2 separate regions of the Rattus norvegicus genome follow, and region 2 is linked to region 1. Evidence: chromatin contacts called from public Hi-C data. All regions are on one chromosome and are shown on one strand. The core of a region is the stretch at or near the end of the contact, and the rest is flanking DNA. Distances in the headings are between cores, read along the strand shown. Region 1 overlaps Lmo7 (LIM domain 7). Region 2 overlaps Lmo7 (LIM domain 7).

Region 1 (3,714 bases), core at 105-2,604:
GAGGAATGAGCTGTTGTGTTTTCCTTATGTGTGTCCACCCTCACTTTGAGTTTGTTTCTGATGGCAAAGAGTGCAGGATTCTGGAATGGGTTGCACAGGTTATCTGAGCTAATCCTTGGGTGGGCCACTCAAAATAATTCTCAAAAGAGTACATTGTTCTGTCTAAGCAGAATGCTGTGCTTTTTATGTCCTTACTTATGTGGCTGAGGGAAGAGCTATTTGTTTTTTATTGTTAATCTTTAGCCCAGTGTTCCCAGCAGAAACAGATACACCAAGCTTCCGTGCAGCTGCCTGGTTCTACTACAGGTGATTGCTCTAGATGGGGAGGACCCTCTCCTGGGTTTGAGGATATCACAGCCTGGCCAGACTCTTATAAAACCAACTTATAAGAAATGGAGTCAATCTCCCCGCCCCCCAAGCCCCTGGAGTAAAGACCCACACTACCGTGCTCTGCTCTGCTAACTTTGAGTAGAAAGGTGGCTGTGATTTTGTCACCTAACAGCTCAGAATTAAGAAGGCAGCAGTGACAGTGTTAGGTGGAGGAGTATGGTGAAGGTTCCTCCATCTTGTGCCCGATCCCCTTAGCTGACCTGGGATGCAAGATTCATGACCTTTAAATTCAAAATGTATTTTTCCCTAGAATGGCAGGTAGGACAAGGATTCAGGCTGCCAGCTGCTGGACACTTGCCTGGGGTGGGGGTGGGGGGCAGGTAGCTGGTATTTAGCTTTGTAATGAAATGAGGAAATTAAAGATAGAATTGAAATCAGTGATGTACATATTGTAAATGCTATTTCAAGTTTATACTATAATTGTGTATATTTACTCTTAGTGGATCATCTATAGTTTCTTTCTTTTTAATACACTGGACATTTGGTTTAGTCTTTTAAAAGTCTTTCTTTTTGGAGATTATGATATAATTACATTCCCCCTTCTCCCTCCAAGCCGTCCTGTATACTCTTGCTTTTTTTTTTTTTTTTTTTTAAATTCATAGCCTCTGTAACTTTTGTTCACCATCCAATGAAATGGTTATACTTCAGGAAACATTTGCTGTTTCTGTGTGTTTGTTCATAGCAGAAAGTTGTAACACAGACCAGCACACAATTTCCCACGAAGAATGGCTTTTGGTGCTACGTGCAAATCATTCAGGTTGAAGGTTAAATGCCTATTAGCTAATAAAATTAAAAATTTGCCTTTTTCTGAGCTCTAGTTAATTAAAACCCAAATCTGTCTTTCAGGCTGTAACTGAGAAGAATTTTGAAACAAGGGATTTTCGAGCCTCTCTGGAAAATGGTGTTCTGTTGTGTGAGTAAGTATTTCAGGCATGCTCCCTAGAGTCACGGGTTGGTGTCCTCGGTCCAGAGAGAGAGTTGATCCCTGCAAGCTGACACCTCTATGGTATGAGCCAGTAAGGAAGGGACTATCGGTTTACATATCTAAAGATAGTGTCAGTAATATATATTATTTTTAATTAGTAAATTAAGCAAGAGTCTGTTATTGTTTTGTGGGTAGATCGTTGAAGAAGAAGCTCATTATATTTGATTATAACTTACTTGGTATATAGTTGCCTCATTATAAAAGACCCTTCTCATCCGTAATACGGGATGGTCAGAGTAGCGAATTCTTCTTTGAGGATTAAGTAGAGGTTTGCATTGCCTGAGTCAATTTGAGTCACTGACTACTCAGTTAATGGATACCGTTGTGAGCAGCATTCCAGACTGTGTATTCCAGACGCTAAGCAGGCTGGTGCCCTGATTGATGGTCTAGGGTTCACACTGTTGGCATTGTGCAGTACTTGGGTCTCCAGTGGCTGCAGAGTCCGGTTAACCAGATAGGTGACCTTTGTGGGTAAGAGCAAGCCTGGGAGGGGAAAATTTGAATCCCAAAAATTTGAAAAAGTCTGAGCTGCAGAAGTGAGCAAATAAACTGTAAGAATGGACTCGAGTACCCACCCACATTTTTTGAAAGCACTTGATAATTCCAATCTAGACTCTTATCATGCAGATATTTACGGAATCTGTCTGCATGTAAACTCTGGGAGTGGACTTCTGGAACCCAGATGTTTTCTTTCTTTTGGGGGCAGGGTCCTTGTAACCAGTACTACCATCAGGCTGGCCTACGGGCTGCTGACATGATTGTGAGTCTTCTCCCTTGGAAGGGTGCTGTTTGCAGTAAAGATTCCAAGTGAAGGCGTTAGACGACTTTTCCGTTTTGGACATTTGCACACGTGACTCGACTTTTATTTACATTTACAAGTGATTTTTAATGCTTGAGCCTGACTTTCCTCATCGAGGCCTTCGATGCGCCTGGTTCATGGAGCTGCTGGGCTTAAAGATGGTTTAGGTTTTGTATAAGCTCTGGAACTTGGTACAGGTACAAGCTGTTAGGAAGATGGCCATGGAAACCAGTGTGATGCTAGTTGTCCAAACTCCTTCGTTTGAGAATGTTATTAATTTCTTTTTTTTTGTTTTTTTGTTTTTTTTCCGGAGCTGAGGACCGAACCCAGGGCCTTAGGCTTGCTAGGCAAGCACTCTACCACTGGGCTAAATCCCCAACCTGAGAATGTTATTAATTTCTTAATTCATTGCATATGGCATTACTGGAATCACACCAGTTGCGCTTTACAGAAATGCCAACTTTCTGCGGTTTCACCCAGGAAGCACCCTCAGGGCCACAGTTGAAGTTGAGAGGATGTTTCTCCTCCTCACTCTGCTGTGTGCTCACGGATTCTTGTGGAGTAATATTTAAACTCACTTAATTGGTCTGCTCAAGGGGTTGGCAGAGAAGAAATTCTCTTGTTTTAAAAATGGTGTGATTTAAGTGTTTTCTTATGTGGTCAAAGGATGGAGGAGAGAAAATACCTATAAGCATGTGACCCAAAACAGCCTTGGCTCTGAGACTGGCTCCCGTAAGGGTTGACAGGAAAGCACCCACTGTGCATGCTAAGCCGAAGTCTTTCGGAAGAACTAGATGGCATTGTGCAGAAACGTGGAGCATTGCTTAGGTGTCTGAGAGAGAAGGCAGCCTAAACAGATGCTCTATTTAAAGAAGCCCTGTTGTAGGTCACATATTTCTAAGGACTAGCCATTGCTCAGAATCATTTAGGGAGCCACCTTATTGATTACTGATGACCTAAACATGATTGATGGTGGCACCTCTTGCTCTTTTTTTTGCCTTTTTACATGCGCATGTGTTTGGGCCAAGCCCTTCCCCCATTCTCTCATCTCTGACTCCTCTTCTCCTGCCCCCACTCTTCTCTCCTAAGTTCATGGATTTTGTTGTTGTTTTGTTTTTTCCTCCATTTGTCCATCCAGTTCTCCCTGCACGTGCATGTGTATAGGATTACTTTATAGCAAGGGTAACCTCTCAGGAGCCGCATGCCTGAAGAAGACTGACTTCCCCTTTCCTAGGAGCATCAATTGCCAAGACTTCCTCAGCTAGGGGTGGGACTTCATGACCATTTCCCCACTCCATGCTGGGACTTTGTCTGCCTTCACCTTGCGCAGGTGTGTGCTGTCACAGTGGTTGTGCGTTCACACGGGAAGCTACTCTGTGGTGCTTCCACTTCCGGCTCTTCGGATCTTTCTTCCCTCTTGTCTTGGGTACTCCCCGAGTTTTGGAAGGAGGGGCTATGGTGGAGAAGTTTCATGTAGGAATGAGACTCTGCTGCTGTCTCGTTGTCTCTGAGCTTTGACTGGTTACAAGTCTGTTCACTG
Region 2 (3,767 bases), core at 866-3,365, 59 kb after region 1:
TTTCTTTTTTTTTTTTTTTTTGGAGCTGGGGACCGAACCCAGGGCCTTGCACTTGCTAGGCAAGCGCTCTACCACTGAGCTAAATCCGCAACCCCCTATTTTTTTTTAAATTAAATTCATCCTTTAAAGTTTTATATATATGAACTATATTTACATTATTTCTTCCTCTCCTTTTTCTCCAACCTTCCCACACTGTCTGCCCCTCAAATTTATGACTTTTGTCTTTAATTAGTAACCCCACCACCATATACACACATGCACATGCACACACACGCAAACACACTCACATGGATAACATAGAAACACCACCTTCTGAGTCACTTTAGTGTTGCTTGTATGTACCTGTTTTTAGGGATGACCACTTGATATTACTGGGCTGATTCCTGGGGAACGGTTCTTGTTCTTCCTGTCTTAGCAGTCTTTAAGCTCTTCATCTAGGGTTGGGACCTCACGAGATTTCTCTTACCCTCTCGGTATGTCAACTGCTATTGTCATTTTCAGATCTGTTTAAGATGCCATATGTTGAGATTTCATGGGTGCAGTTTCTTTGGTCTGTCTGTCTGTCTATCTTATCTATATCTCAAAGGATACAATACATATGTTGTCAAATATATGTTGTCAAAGGTTATACATCCTTTTAATCCTTTCAAATGGTTCTACTCCCTGGTGATTAAGCATTAAAATGTATGAGGCTATGGGACCATTCATATTCAAGCCAGCACAAGAGTATCAAGCATGGTTTCCCTTCTGCTGAGCAGGCTAATTGGACAGCCATCGATGAGCGTCAAGTTAGATGTACCACTACTTCATGTGTAGGAGTATCTTGTCACACTGGTATAAGGACATCATTGTAATACTTCCTACCCACTCTGACGTAATCTCACAATCTAAAGTTAAGTGCTTTTCTTATGCTCTGTTGGCAGATTACGTAGAAATTTGGGATTACGTTATTTGAAAGTTAAAAGATTTATTTTTATTTTCTGTGTATGATTTTGTCTGCATATATGTTTGTACTGTGTGTGTATGCCTGATTCTTGTGAAGGCGAGACAAAGGTATTAGGTCCTCCAGGATTAGTTATTGATAGTTGCGAGCCACCATTTGGGCACCAGGAACTGAACCCTGGTCCTCTGTAAGAGCATCAAGTGCTCTTAGGTTTTGAGTGATCATTCTATCTACCCTGAAAGCTTACTTAAACAATTATATATATTAGAATCACTGTTAGAGAACGACTTAATGATTAATTACTTATTAGTTTTCTGCTATCAGTGACCATTACTCACTGTAACCGAAAACAATGTAGAAATAACTTTTATTTTCAATTTTTGTGTACATATGTGTCTTGTGTAGGTTTCTGCATGGAGCGAGTGTAGTGCCCGTGGACTCTAGAATGGGTATCAGATCCCCTGAAGCTATAGTTACAGGTGACCATTAGCTACCTGATGTGAGATCTGGCAACTACACTTGGGTCCTCTAGGGAACCTGCTCTCCTACCCTCAGAGCCATTTCTCTAGTCCCTAAATTTATGTTAATTTGTAACTTTTTTTTTCTTTTTTTTCGGAGCTGGGGATCGAACCCAGGGCCTTGCGCTTGCTAGGCAAGCACTCTACCACTGAGCTAAATCCCCAACCCCAATTTGTAACTTTTTAAAGTTGACTTTTCTCTCCTTTGGGGGGGAGGGTATGCCGGGATTTGAACCTATAGCCTCGAATCTCTTACATCTTGCTTACCTTTAAGGAAAAATACATACTTTTTTAAAATATAAAGGACATATCTGCCCTTCCACAATGGCAACTTAATTTTATGTGCAACCACAATCTTTATCTGTATTTCATATATATTTTTTAAAAAGTTGGTTTTCCTTTCTCTCTGGTGCCTTCTGCCTCCATTTGTAAGTATTTGTGTTTATGCAAACCGTATAGATATTGTGATTGTGTGGGTTTCCAGTGAGGTGCAGTTTGTGCCTACTCTTCATCCCATTAGATATATTTTTTTTTTCTGACATTTAGTTCACAGTCTGCTAAATGAAGTTTAGGTAACATAAGAGTTAAGCCTAGGCTCCTCTCCCTGGTCTTCAGGGACATAGCATAGGAATGCAAGGGATGAGGAAGTCCATGCATGTGACAGCAATGCTTTATCCTTCTGAGGAGCAAGCACCGTTAAAGCTGGCGTGGGCCGCCCTCTCAGAAGTCTCTTAGAGGAAATTTCCTTGGCACTGCTTGAAATGTTTTGTTCTGTGTGACTGAAGATATGCTTTTTTTCCCTCCTCCTCCTCCTCCTCCTCCTCCTCCTCCTCCTCCTCCTCCTCCTCCTCCTCCTCCTCCTCTTCTTCCTCCTCCTCCTCCTCTTCTTCCTCTTCCTCCTGTTTTGGCTTAGGTGTTCTCCCCTGGAAACCATGGGGTGTTGCTGCTTCTGGAGTGTTAGATAACCAATTCAGTGACCTTCCCTGACTCTCAGATCCCTGTCCCGAGCACCCTGAGAGCCAGCTCTGCAATGCTTTCTAAAGCATGCCCAAGCACAGCGAACTGCATTGAGTGTTCTTTTATTTCTTAGTCAACACTTGAAAATCCTTGGCAGTAACTCCAGGCCCTGCACTAACTTTGAGGTTCTTTGTGCCTTTGATTGTTTACTTTTAAAACTCAAGTTGGGTAAGGCTAGATGAATTATGTTTTGCTTTAATTTCCTTTTTCACAAAGATAGCCAAATTTGCCGAAGCTATCATTTGAGCTCAGGTGGCGCTTTAATTGGCTGTGTTTCAAGGGCAGCGGCTTTCAATATTTTACAATTCTCATTACTATGTGTGCGTATGACGTATGTGTGTGGGCCTACCATCACACTCGTTATGGAAGGTCAGAAGGTAGACAGCTTATGGAGAAGAGCCGCCTCTTCCATTTTTACATTTAAGACTCGTCTCAGAATAGCATGAGGCTTTTGTAGCCACTGAGCCATCTTGTCAGCCCAGCCTTCAGTGCTTTGGTCTTTTAGCTTGCATCAAAATCCTCCAGATGACTCATCAGACTGAGGTACTAGACCTCTAATCCCAGAGAGGATTGCTTTAGAGAGGTTCTTGGGGTTGGGGGAGGTAGTATAGGCAGACGCCATATCGGCATCTGTGGAAGAACATGGTGGTCATGATCATGTGCTCTTGAGTAACTAGAATCCACGAGCTTCTGTGATGGGGAATTGTTGTTTGTCTTGGGTCCTGCTTTTTGACTCTGAGGCTGCTGTGGAGGTCCCTTACTAGGGCAGCCCAAGTGGAAAAATGAAGATTCTTGGGAATTAGGTGGCCTAGCCACTTAGGTTCTAAAGCTTGTCCAGGGCTAACAATGGCGAGTCTGTAAGGTATAATGCAGAACGGTTCCTGGGAAGGACTAGTAGAATTGGGTTGGGATCAGACACGGTGAATGGGAGCCAGAGGGCTGGGAAATCATTTCACTCATTATCCTGGGAAGGGTTTGAAAAATTACTCATCAATAAAATGAGAATTGGCAGCTCATACCTGCAATCCCCGTAGCTGCTGGAGTTGTTAATGCATAAAACTCATCTCAAAGACAAACCAAACAACAGCCCCTAAAGCCAAACCACAAAAGTAAATTAGTCGAGGAAATGGAACTTTACTGCAGAAAGCGTTAAGTCAATTTAAAAGGCATCTAACGGTGTCTATTGAATTTGAAAGCTGATAGACAAGCAGGGTTATAGTAAACCTGAATTTGAAAGCCAGTTAGGGTATTAAAATAAAGCAAGTTTACTCATTTTTTTTTTTCCGGAG

What was found. A called contact is a pair of places that touch in the nucleus more often than the background predicts.
Region 2: a contact with region 1 is called in a Hi-C map of the A7r5 cell line, with 2.3 times the contacts expected there. The contact joins two enhancer-like sites. A contact is called at or near these places in 4 of 12 Hi-C or Micro-C datasets (the A7r5 cell line, Schwann cells, mammary epithelial cells and 1 more).

The regions. Positions count from the first base shown.
Region 1 is chr15:85,047,242-85,050,955 of GRCr8, forward strand. It overlaps Lmo7 (LIM domain 7), which reads left to right. Exons shown (of 31, transcript NM_001001515.2): 2 at 1,237-1,307. Among named protein-coding and RNA genes, the nearest start is that of Lmo7, 67 kb to the left of the region's middle. Within about 2 kb of position 1,355, at least 11 of the 93 cell types and tissues checked have an H3K27ac peak or open chromatin away from gene starts, as enhancers often do. A contact at or near this core is called in the A7r5 cell line, where this site is marked.
Region 2 is chr15:85,105,281-85,109,047 of GRCr8, forward strand. The region is part of intron 4 of Lmo7 (LIM domain 7); the gene reads left to right. Among named protein-coding and RNA genes, the nearest start is that of Lmo7, 130 kb to the left of the region's middle. Within about 2 kb of position 2,116, at least 5 of the 93 cell types and tissues checked have an H3K27ac peak or open chromatin away from gene starts, as enhancers often do. A contact at or near this core is called in the A7r5 cell line, where this site is marked.